Regions from separate parts of the Mustela erminea genome. Here region 2 is linked to region 1. The links are chromatin contacts, called in public Hi-C maps. All regions are on one chromosome and are shown on one strand. The core of a region is the stretch at or near the end of the contact, and the rest is flanking DNA. Distances in the headings are between cores, read along the strand shown. Region 1 holds the start of BAHCC1 (BAH and coiled-coil domain-containing protein 1). Region 2 has its middle 18 kb from the start of ACTG1.

What was found. A called contact is a pair of places that touch in the nucleus more often than the background predicts.
Region 2: a contact with region 1 is called in a Hi-C map of skeletal muscle, with 11 times the contacts expected there. The contact joins the enhancer-like site here to the promoter of BAHCC1 in region 1. A contact is called at or near these places in 2 of 3 Hi-C or Micro-C datasets (skeletal muscle and spleen).

Annotation. Positions count from the first base shown.
Region 1 is chr18:60,541,993-60,547,487 of mMusErm1.Pri, reverse strand. It overlaps BAHCC1 (BAH and coiled-coil domain-containing protein 1), which reads right to left and starts at 2,796. Exons shown (of 27, transcript XM_032322104.1): 1 at 1,843-2,796. The coding sequence starts at 2,560.
Region 2 is chr18:60,616,563-60,622,057 of mMusErm1.Pri, reverse strand. No RefSeq gene overlaps it. Among named protein-coding and RNA genes, the nearest start is that of ACTG1, 18 kb to the left of the region's middle. Within about 2 kb of position 2,432, the one cell type or tissue checked has open chromatin away from gene starts, as enhancers often do.

The sequences.
Region 1 (5,495 bases), core at 1,547-4,046:
CCTAGGCATCAGGCGCCCTTCAGACCCTCTCTGGACCCTCATTTCAGGCGGTGATGCTCCTACCTGCCGGGCTAGCAGGCACAACGCTGGGGGGGGGGGGGTGTTGCAGCTCCTCCCTCCCCATCCCCCATCCCCCAACCTGCAGGCTCAGCCTTCCCACCCTCAGCAGGGCTGCAAGCCTTCGGGCTGAGAAAGGGGGCTGGCAGGGAGACCACACTGTCCCTGTGGCCAGCAGGAGCCCCGCGCCGCAGCCCCCCAGTGTAGGCTCCTCCCGGTGGGCACCACCTCCAAACCCGGGGCAGGAGAGTCACTAACTCCAGGGACAGCCAGCACAGATATTTTTAAATCACCCATTTCCCAAGCAAGTACGTTTCCTCTTTCCAGTTATAAGTCTAGAGAGGAGAAAAGAAAAGAACAGAAAGCGGAACCGCACCAAAGAGCGGGAGAAGGGCGGCCTCAGGGAGGCCCCTGGCCGGGGCTGAGCGCCCGACGCCCGGGAGCCCAGCCCCTCTGCTCCCGCCTCCATCTAACTTTCTGAACCTCTCCGTGTTGTACATGCTAAAAGCCCATTAGTAATTAAGGAATTCTGCATATTTTTTTCTTTTTAGGAAATTTCGGTTTTTCTGTCCGCCTGCCCTCCCTTCTGACATGTTCCCTTCTAGCCCGAGTCTTCCATCCGTGTTAATCCACACACTAATTGTAATCCCATTAAAGCAGATATAATTTTATTAGTATTCACAGTTCATCAAGCTAGCAATAATAACTGTTACTGCCAAATTAACAAACAAACCCCAAAAAGCGGCAAACAGCATTTCCGATGTTTAGAACAAACTGTAAACAAAAGCAAGCCAGCCTTCAAGCCTGACCGGCAGGCCCCCACCCCAAGCCCCAAACCTTACTCCTGCAAACTCTGCGGGCTAAGGCCGGCGACCTCCAGGGTCTCCCCGAGATAGCCGCCCCTGGGCCCCCCGCTCCCTCCCCTGACCTTGCTCAACGGTAATATCAGAGCCGCCCCGGAGGGGCGAGGGCCACTCGGGAGGCCTGGGTCAGCCCTGCCCAGGAGCAACGCTCCGCGGAAGGGGATCCGCCAGGACGGGAACGCCGGGCAGGCCCGTTCACTCCTCTTGGAGCAAATTCGCGGCGCACTCGCCTGCACCGAAATGCCGAGGCGGCCCCGCGCCGCCCCCAGCCAGGCCGCCGCCCGGCGCTGCGCTCCCCCGGGGCGGCGGGCCTCGAGCCTCGGCCGCGCTGCAGCCACGCTCTGTCCGGCTTTAGCAGGATACCGGACGCACTTGTTAAAGCCCAGGCAGCCCCTGCAAACCCATTCTCACCCTGACACTTCAAGGCTTTATATAGAAACAGGATTTGCTCGTCTTACACCAGCAGTCCCTATTAGCGCGCACCCCGCGCGCACACCGCCCTAATCCGCCGGCCGCGGCGCCCCCCGCCCCCAGGCACAACAGCCGTTTTGTTCCCGCAGAAAGTGCCTCGTTGTCCCGGCCCCGGAATGTCTCAAGGATGTGAATGCAGAATGCAGAAACGAGGTTTCCGGGGGAGTTTGGGTTTTCTGCAGGAAGGGGTGGGGGAGGGGGCCGGAGGGGAAGGCTTTATTTTTAGCCGGCTCCGGGGCTGCCCTCCGAGACCCGGGGGACCCCGGCAAGGCCGCTCTAAACCGCGGCTCGGCGGCTCGGGGCCCCGCCACCGCGGCCCCGGCGGGGAAATGAAAGCGAAGCTGCCCCGCGAGGGCTCCACGGAGAGGAGGGGCGCGCGCCCGCTCCCCCCGGACCGTGCCCGCCTCTCGGCTGGGCCTCCTCTCCCGCGCCCGCCCCGGCCGGCACTGACCTGTGTGCGAAGCCATGGGCAGCGGCGACGGGAAGTACTTTCCGGGCTGGAAGTGGGCGGGCGGCTGCGCGGCCGGCCCGGCGGGGGCAAGGCGCGCGGCGGCGGCGCTGCGGTGGCCCAGGCTCCCGCGCTCCGACAGCAGATGCGGCGGCGGCGCGAAGTCGCGGCCATCCATGCCGGGCCCCGGCCCCGGCCCCGGCCCGCCGCCGCCTCCGGGGAGCAGCGCGGCCGGGGCCCCGGGGCGGCTCGGCGTGCGCGGGCGGCGCGCGGGCGGCGCGGAGGAGGCGGCGTCCGGGGTCAGCGGTGGGGTGGCGGGCGGGTCAGCACGCCGGCGGACTGGGCTCCTCGGCGGGCAGCCGCGCGCCGAGCCGGCGGCCGCCGTGCGGGTCCATAGTCTGCGGAGGCAAGCAGAAGAGACTCGGTGACTCGGGGGGCTCGGCTCGTCTGGGAGGGGGTGTCCTCGCCCCGCCCGCCGGCCGGACCCGGGACAGTCCGCGCGTCTCCCGCCGCTTGCGCGCGCGCCGGGCCACCCGGGCCGCCCTGTCCCCGCGCGCACACGCACCGTCCCGGCCGCGCTCGGCCCGGAAGAGCCTGGGGGAACCCGGCTGCAGCGCTCGCCGCTACCCCTTCGCGTCTCCGCGGGTCCCTGCGGCGAGGGCGCCGCGGCAAAAGGCTGCTGGCTCCGCTGGGTGATAAAAACCCAAATCTGCGAAGCCATCACGCACACACACACAGACACACACACTCACACGCACACCCCCTCCCCTCCCCCGCTGCCCAGAGGTGTCTCGGAGGAAAAGGCCTGAGGTCCACGCTCGCCTTTTTCCTCTCCCCCCTTATGCCGAGGTCCAGCTTTTACTACATTCCGCTTAACCGAATAACCATGCTAATTAAGCGAGTAATTTTATTGATTGTAACTCAAGAGTTTTTTTTTTTTTTTTTAAATAACCTTCCTTTCTCCCCTGTTCCCATCCCCCCATGCGTCTTTCGGCCCATTCTTTAGAACCCGCCGCCCCCGACAAGGCCCCCACCCCCAGCTCCCAGCCGGGACCCCGGGGCAGCTCCCCAGTGTCCCAGGAGTCTGCGTCCGCCGCCGGTGTCACCTGGGCGGCCACGCCGCAGTGCCCGGCCTGCCGTCCCCGAGCCGGGAGCTTCCCGGCTAGGCTGGAACAATTACCCCGCCCCCCAATCAAATTCGCCCAGGATCTTCCACTGCGGACTGGGGACTTTGGGGCGGGGGTGGGGTGGGGGATGCTTTGAGAGTCAGAAAGTGTTCTCTCTTGGCTCCCCGAATCGGCCACAGAATTCCTCCCTGCAGCGCCTGCCCCGGGTCGCCGAGCCCAGTCGGTCTCCGAGCGGCCGCGCGGCCCGGGCACGCGGGGGTCTGCGGCGGCCGGCTCAGCCCTCCGGCCGCGGGGAGTCGGCCCGGCCCCGCGCAACCTTCGCCCCAGCTCAGGGCCCAGCAGAGCCCGGGACTCAGCCCTGGGTTTCCCCCTCCCGGCAAAGCCACTGAAAAACACCCCCGCCTCCCTTCCTTCCACCCCCGCGCGGCCGGGGGAGTGCACTGGGAGGCCGAGTGGGCAAACACGGACCCGGCGACAGAAACTGCACGGCCGGGCGCGCGCGTGGACCGCTTTCACTTTGCATATTTCCCCTCATCTTCCTAAATCTGCCTTGTTTCGGCGTTCGGTGTCAGCTCCCGCCGAAGGGAGAGGGGCAGGCTCGGTACTCTCGCCGGCGAACCCCGCGGAAAGCCCGGCTCCTGCCTTCCCGCCGTCCCGCCGTGGCAGCAGGGCGACCAGGATGCTCTCCAGGCCGTGAGCACCAGTTTAGACGGCCGTGTCGAGCGCTACGGGCTCCACAACGTCTTATTTGCAGACTATTTTGTGTTTGATTTAATCTATAACCGAAAACATAATGTATTAAGTGAACACATATTTGCTCAGCTGATAAGCTTTTCTCCATATTTATCCGGAGAACTTTCGCATTGTAAATAAATGGGACCTGCACAAAGAGTTCTCTTTGTCTCTCAACTTCATACAAAGGGGTTTGGGGTTCCCTCGCCGCCAGGGATCGCCGGCTCTCTGCCCCGGTCTAACAAACAAACCCGATCGCCGCCGCGCGGGCCTGCAAAGCGAGCGCCGCGCCGCCAGGGCCAGGGCAGCGCCGACGAGCGGGCTGCCGGCGCCGGGTCAGGGGAGGGGCGGCCCGGGCCGGGGGCCTCGGGGAGGGACAAAGACAGAGAAGGAGGGGAGGGAGGTCTGGAACCTGCGACTTCAAAGGCGCCGAGGGCCTGGGCTGCGCCCGCGGGGGCGCGAGGCTTGCCGGCGGCCTCCGGGGACTCGTGCGCGCTACGCTTTTGTTCGTGGGTCCTTTCTTCCCGCAGGGGACTGCGACGCGAGCTGCTCGCGATTCTCGGGACGCGGGCTCGGCCGCGCGCAACGGTCTCAGTCTCGCGCGCCCCGCGGCCGGATCGCGGGCTCACCGTCCCCGCCAGACTCGGTACGCACCCTGGGGGCGCGAGGACGGTCGCCCGCCCCTGCAGCTGCGATTCCTACGGGGCAGGAGGGACTTCCCTTTGTGCTCTTCGCTCCCGAAGAGGCCGCGCGGCGCCTCCGCGCCGGTCGGCGGGCGGCCCTGGGCCTGCGGAGCCCCGGCGGAGGACGGCGCTGGGCGGAGACGCGCGGGCGCCGCGGCCCGGACCCGAAGCCGCCGAGCCGCCCCCCGCCGCTGCCCGGGCTGCAGCCCCCTCCCCCAGCGCCGCCGCAGGCCGCGGCCACAGGCCTGGCGGGTCTGGAGCAGGAACCGCAGCGAACGCGGCAGAGGGCAGGGGCCTCGCGCCGGGCGTAGGAACGACGAGCACGGTTTGGAAAGAACCGAACTTCGGACCGCTGGGACGCTGGGCTCCTCCCGGGGGAGCGGGCTCGGTCCCCAGAGCTGCCGCCCCCACTCTGCGTGGCTCGCGCGCTCCTGAATCCGGGGTTCCTGGGGTCTGCCTCGCTTCTAGCCGAAGGACCAAAACAACGCGCCGCCGCTTCGGCCGCCCTAGGGCTCGGAGCACCCTCTCTGCGCGTCCCTCCGGCGCAGTCTCGCAGCGCGCGGGCGCCGTGGGGCCTGCAGGCTGGGCTGGAGCCAGGGGCGCACCGGGGCGCGGTCGGCTCGGGCGCCGCCGCAGAACCCGCTCCCTGCGAAACGGCCGCGCCCGCCCCCGCGGGAGAGGACCGAGGGCCGGGGCCGCGCGGGAACCCGCACCCCCAGGGCGCACTCGCCCGCAGACCCCGCCCGGCCGGCCGTGACCCGAGCCCTACGCGCTGCCCGGGACGCACGCGGCGAAAACGCCCCGCTGCGCTGGCCTCGTGCCCCCCTTCCCCGTCCTCGGCACCCCCGCCTCCCAGGAAAAGAATTTCTGAAATGTTCTGCAATGAATTAGGCTCTGGAAAGCGAAACCCGAAGAACTCGCATCACCGCTCCCCACCGCGGGCCCTCGCGGGCGGCCGGAAAGCCCCTCCGGCCAGCGGCCCGCACCGCCGCAGCCTCTCCGAGCCGGCGCGTTCCCAGGGCCGCCGAGCGACCGGGCGGGGCCGAGCCGCGGCGGCTCGCGGCGGGGAGCGAGGTGGGGGGCGGACAACCGGGGTCCGTCCGTGGTGCCGCGG
Region 2 (5,495 bases), core at 1,183-3,682, 75 kb before region 1:
ACCAGCCCCTGCAGCCACAGTGCCACACCCGGGAGTCAGCAGCCCAGGAGCCAGAGGCCGCCCGCGGGGGAGGACGCCCTCTGGTCCTCAGCGGGGCCCCTGCCCTCCCCGCCTTTGCCCTGCACCCACCTTGTCGTGCCTGCGTCTGCTAGGTGAGAAACGACACCTTGCAGCTGTTTGAGCTGGGGGGGGCGTCGTTCAGCTCCGCTGGGGTCACGGCAGAAGATCTGCTCCCAGCCATGGCCTCCATTTTATTGAAGTGCTGCGGGTTTTCCTAACAGAGGCGCTCTGATGTGTTGAGAATGTCAGCGTTTGGTCGTGTATGTGATACAAAGCAGCCCCGCTTGCTGCTGCGTACTGGTTCTGGGGTGGGGCTGCTGGGAGGGTCGGCCTTGATCTGAAAGGTGGCCTACAGATGTATGGTGGGTTCATTGTCAACCAATACTTAGGGAGGGCCCCCTTCTCAGGATACGGCTGCAAACACAATGGGCAGAAAGAACTCACATCCTAGTGAGGGAAACGGACTTAAAAACCAGGAAACTGCAGCGTGGGGGGCGGGATGCAAGCTTCGGAGGAAAAGCGGGGGGCGGGCGGTGAAAGCTGGAGTAGGGGCTGGAGAAGGCCCCTCTGAGAGGACAGCCTTGAGCAAAGATTTGAAGGAGGGGGGGCACCTAGATGGAAGGGGAGAGAGAGGTCCCCAGAAGCACGGACACTGCAAAAGCCCTGGGGTGAGAGCAGGCCTGGGTATATTCCAGGGACCACAGGACGGGGGGTGTACCTGGAGCTTGAGCGCCTGGGGCCATGAGGTGGTCAGGGCCAGAAGAGGGAAGTGGTCTGATGAAATGGGGCTGTGAGGGGCCCCTGGGTGGCTCAGTGTGTTAAGCCTCTGTCTTCCGCTCTGATCATGATCTCAGGGTCCTGGGATCGAGCCCCGCAACAGGCTCTCTGCTCAGCAGGGAGCCTGCTTCCCTCTCTCTCTCTGCCTGCCTCTCTGCCTACTTGTGATCTCTGCCTGTCAAATAAATAAGCAAAATCTTAAAAATAAAAAAAAAAAAAAAAGAAAGAAAGAAAAGAAAAGAAATAAAAGAAATGGGACTGAGTTCCTGGGAGGACTTTGGCTTCTCCTGAGAGCTTCGTGGGGAGTCCCCAACTCTCTAGCAGTGCAGTGTGGACAGCAGAGCCGGATTCCCAGTTTGGGTTAAGAGCACTGAGGCTGGGAGCCGGGTGACTCACAGAGGTTTACCTCCCCAGCCCTGAGGCCACCAGCCCCTCTGAGGCCCTCCCTGTCTGCCTGCCCTGTCCTCACTCCCTGTCAGGACCTGGGGCTCCTGAAGCCATCCAGGGGAGCAGAGGGCCCAGCCCATTGGACATGCCCCTACGCCCCCCAGGACCGTGCAACAGAGAGAGGGAAAAGGGGATGGGGTGGTGCTTGCCCCCAAGGGTGGCCCCCCACTGTGCACAGCGAGAGGTGTTATGGGCCCATGATCCTCCCCAAAGTGCTCTCTGCACGGAGCTGGGCTCCCCGGAAGAGTGAGGCACCTGCTTGGCCCTGTCACTCAGCCCATTCCCCTTCCTGGAGGCCCGGGGCTCTCCCTCTGTGGCCGGATCCCAGGCAGGGGGCAGGGGGCAGGGGGCAGAGGGCAGGGGTTTTCTCTGGCCTTCGGCCTTTGTGTAGAGCCTCCCAGGCCACCTGGGCAGGCCCGAGGCGGGGACGGGGGCCGGCTCCCGCCAGAGGCCCCCCGGCTCCGAGACAAGGGCAAGGTCCTGTCCGGGAGGTCCAGGGTCCCCGCCGGCCTTTGGAACCTGGCAGGAGGGCTCTCCGCGGAGGGGCGGGCGCCCTCGATCTGACTGGTTCCCCCTGAAGCAGAGCTGACCTAACGGAAATTCTCCCAAAGCCTCTCCACGGGGCTCTGGGGCTGGGGCAGGGGGAGGCGAGGGGAGGCGGGCGCGGGGGAGGGCGAGGCCGGCCCGCCCTGCCGGGGCCCCCGCCGCAGCGGCCTCGCGGCCCGGGGACGCCTTTGTCTCGCAGATGCGCGGCCAGATGCCGCCCAGCGCGCCCCGAGGGCCGTCTCGCCCATCCCGCGCCTCCCCTTTGTGCGGCGCGCGGACGCCCGCCGGGTGAGGACGCCGCGGCGACCCGGCGCTTCCTCCTCCCGGTCCTGGGTGGAGGATCCGCGCGCCCGGGGCCGACGAGGGGCGGGCGAGCACCGACGCCGGGGCACCCGGCGAGGCCGGCGCGGGGAGGGGCGCCCAGGCTTCCAGAGCCGGCCAGGAGCGAAGCCCGCGCGGGAACCCGGGTCGGACGGGGGCGGGGCCGCAGTGGGTCCAGTGCGCACGCGCCCGCAGCCCCGCCCACCGCGCTCCCACTGGGCGCTGGGCCGCCTCCCTCGTGCGATTGGCCCGGGCCGTCGCGCTGTCGGCCAATGGACGCGCGGTTCCTGGCGGGCCGCGCGGCGGGGGCGGGGCCGGCGCCGGAGCTGGGGGGGGGGAGGCGGGGCCCCTCCGGGAACGCTCGGCTGCGGTCCGGCAGTGGGCGCCGTGAGCCCGCGATCGAGGCCGCGCGCCCCCTCCCTCCGTAGCGGGCCCGTGCATGGGGCGGCGGTCTGGCCGACCGGAAGGCCCCGCGCCGCGCGGGCCGGGGGCGCCCTCGCACGGTGTCGCGATGTCACGGCGGCCCCCGCCGCCTCTGCTCGCCCCCCGCCCCGCTCCCGCGCATCCCAAAGCCACGAGCCCACCCCCGCGGACAGCAGCGGCGTCCCTGAAGGTCGGCGGGGGTGGGGCTGGCGGTGACCGGTCGTCCGCCCCCGACCAGCCGCCGTCAGTGGACACAGAGTAGCGAAGGAGAAGGTCGCTTTCGGGGGCGCCGGGGCTCGTCGGTGCAGCGTCTGCCGTCCGCTCGGGTCGCGCTCCCGGGGTCCTGCGACTGGGCGCGCACGGGACTCCCTGCTCCGCGGCAGCGGCCTCCCCCTTCCGCCTGCCTCTGCCCGGCCCCCGCACAGGCCCCGCTCTCGGCTCGCGCGCACAGACGTCTGAGAAAGCAGGTCCCGCCCTGTAGCCCTCGGGCCGCTGCGGCGACAGCCCGGGGCGGAGGGACGCGGCGGTGGGACGTGGGAGCGCGTGGCCGTGCGGGGCTGGCGCGCCGCGTCCCGCACCGCCCCAGCCGGACGAGGGGGGACAGCGCAGGCGTCCGCGAGCCCCGGCACAGGGGAAGCGCGCGGCGGAGTGTCCCCGCCCGAGGGAGGCCGCTCGGACCCGCGGCCGCACGTGGATCCCGGGGCGGCGCTCACGGACGCGGCCAGCGCAGGGCAGGGCGAGCTTGCGGGACCGCACCCCGCCCCGCGGTGCGCCCCGCGGGTCCCGAGAGGCCGCGCGGGCGGAGGCACCGGGCCGGGTCGCCGCGCCCTGGCGGCGGCTGCTCGGGGACCCCGCGGCGACGACGCGCGCACGACAGCGCCGCACGGTGAAGGCCACCGACTGGGCACGGAAGTGGCCCTACAGCGGCGAGTGTGACGTCAGACACGTGGGCCCGGACTTGAGAAGATGCTGGGACGTGCCGGACCTCGGGGCTCGTCCGGGCCAAGCGGGCGAACCGCCCCAGGCCGCGACCCGAGCACGGCGTCCGCCGGCTCCGCTCCAGCGGCGGCCCGCGGGGCTTTGGCGGGGCCCGGGAAGGACACCGGGGCCGCACGACGCCCCGACCCGGACGAGCCAGACCCGGCCTGACGCGGGGTCCCCCCCGCAGCCGCGCCCGCCCCTCGGCGTCCCCCCCAGAAGGCGTCTCGTTTTTCCTGTCCCACGGCAGCCTCCCTTCGGCTCCTAGATCCCCCCAGCCCGGCAGGAGCGGGGCGCCGGCGGGCGGAGGCGTCGGAGGCCGGACGCTGGGGGACCGCCAGCCCCCGCTCCCCGCCGGGGGTCCTGCAGGTCGGCCGCCTTCCGGGCCGCGGCCGCTGGAGGGCGCCCCCGGACCGCTCCTGCCGACCCGCGGGCTCCCGCCGGGAGGGCCCTCGGCGGCGCCGGAGGTTGATCTCCTGGTTCACGCCAGAATGGGACGCGGAGGGTCGGCGCAGGAGGCCGCGAGCCGTCTTCAGACCTGGTCCCCAGACCCGCCCGGCGGCCACTTCCCGCCCCAAGGCTGCCCCGCAGCTCGCCGGGTAGCGGCGAAGATGCGGCAAAGTCTTAGGAGGCGAAGGACGAACCGCTGTTCGTCCTTTCCAGGGTCCTGTGCCGCCCCGTCAAGGGCTTGGTGCTCAGCAACTCCATTAGCAAACCTGGACTAACCCCGCCCTTACGGGGGGACGGGTGGCCGGGACAGGCCCTCAACACTCACTTCCTCCAGACGCGATACAGAAGGCCGAAACCCACCATGCCTCTCGGGTCCCTCTGGGCCCTTCCCAACACCTCTGTGCCTCCAAGCTCTACCCTCCGGGCGGCGGGGTCCTCAGCAGGTGACAGCAAGGTCCAAGCGAGTGACACCTCCCCTACGCTGTCCCCCACCTGGCAGGACCTCTGTCTGCACAGCTCGGCCTGGAACTCAGGCTGCCTCCTCACCGTGGCCTGGCTGGGAATAGGGCGTCCCCCACACGGATAGGCCCTGCCATGAGCCCCCCCATCATCCAGTGAACTAGCCCAGGCTGATCCCTGGACGTGGGATCCTCAGCCAAGGCCTAACCCCGACCTTGGTTCACCCCAGCGCCCTTTCTCAGCCTCTGCCCTGCGGCTCCTGCTGAGGGCAGAGGACGGTCTCCCGCTGACCACTCTGTCTTCCACAGCTGTTTACCGATAAGACCCTGTTGGCCTCGGTGGTCCAGTCACAGTCACCTGACATCCAGAGACAGCCTTGGGCTGGCTGCTCAGGGTGACAGAGAGAGGGCCATCGCAGTGCCACAGGAGCCCTCTGTGTGGGAAGGTCGCTGCGTGGAGAGCCTCACCTGAGTCCCTGCCGCCCCCACCCCGCCCCTGCAGCTCCAGGAGAAGGAGGGTGTTGAGGCGGTGGCCCAGCCCCCCTTGCTGGAGTCAGGGGACCGTGGCAGCTCGGGGAGGGGCAGGCTCCCCAGCAGTGGCTGGCTCTGGGTCAGCTGGGTCACGGAGCAGCCAGTCCCTAAATCATTCTGGGCCTGCCCAAGCCCGAGGCTTCCGCTCCAGGTGGGTGACTGGGGGCCCAGCTATCACCGTCGCAGTCTGTTTCCTTTTTCCTCTTTCCTCTGCTGCTTCCCTGGGCCTCCTGGGGCGGACTCTTCTCTAGGTGGAGCCTCCCAGCTTCCGGAGGCCTGTGTGTGTGTGTGTGTGTGTGTGTGTGTGTGTGTCCCTGCGCTTGCAATGGGTTGGGAAACTCTGGTGCCCCAGAAGGTCATAGGGCAGGCAGTCCAAAAGCCCAAATGCCTGAATCTTAGGTGGGGAAACGGGTCTCCGTCATGCAGGCACCCCTTACCACTGGCGACTCTCCCCCACAACACTCGGGGTGGCCTTCTCTTCCGTCACTGCGGCGGTCAGCCCCC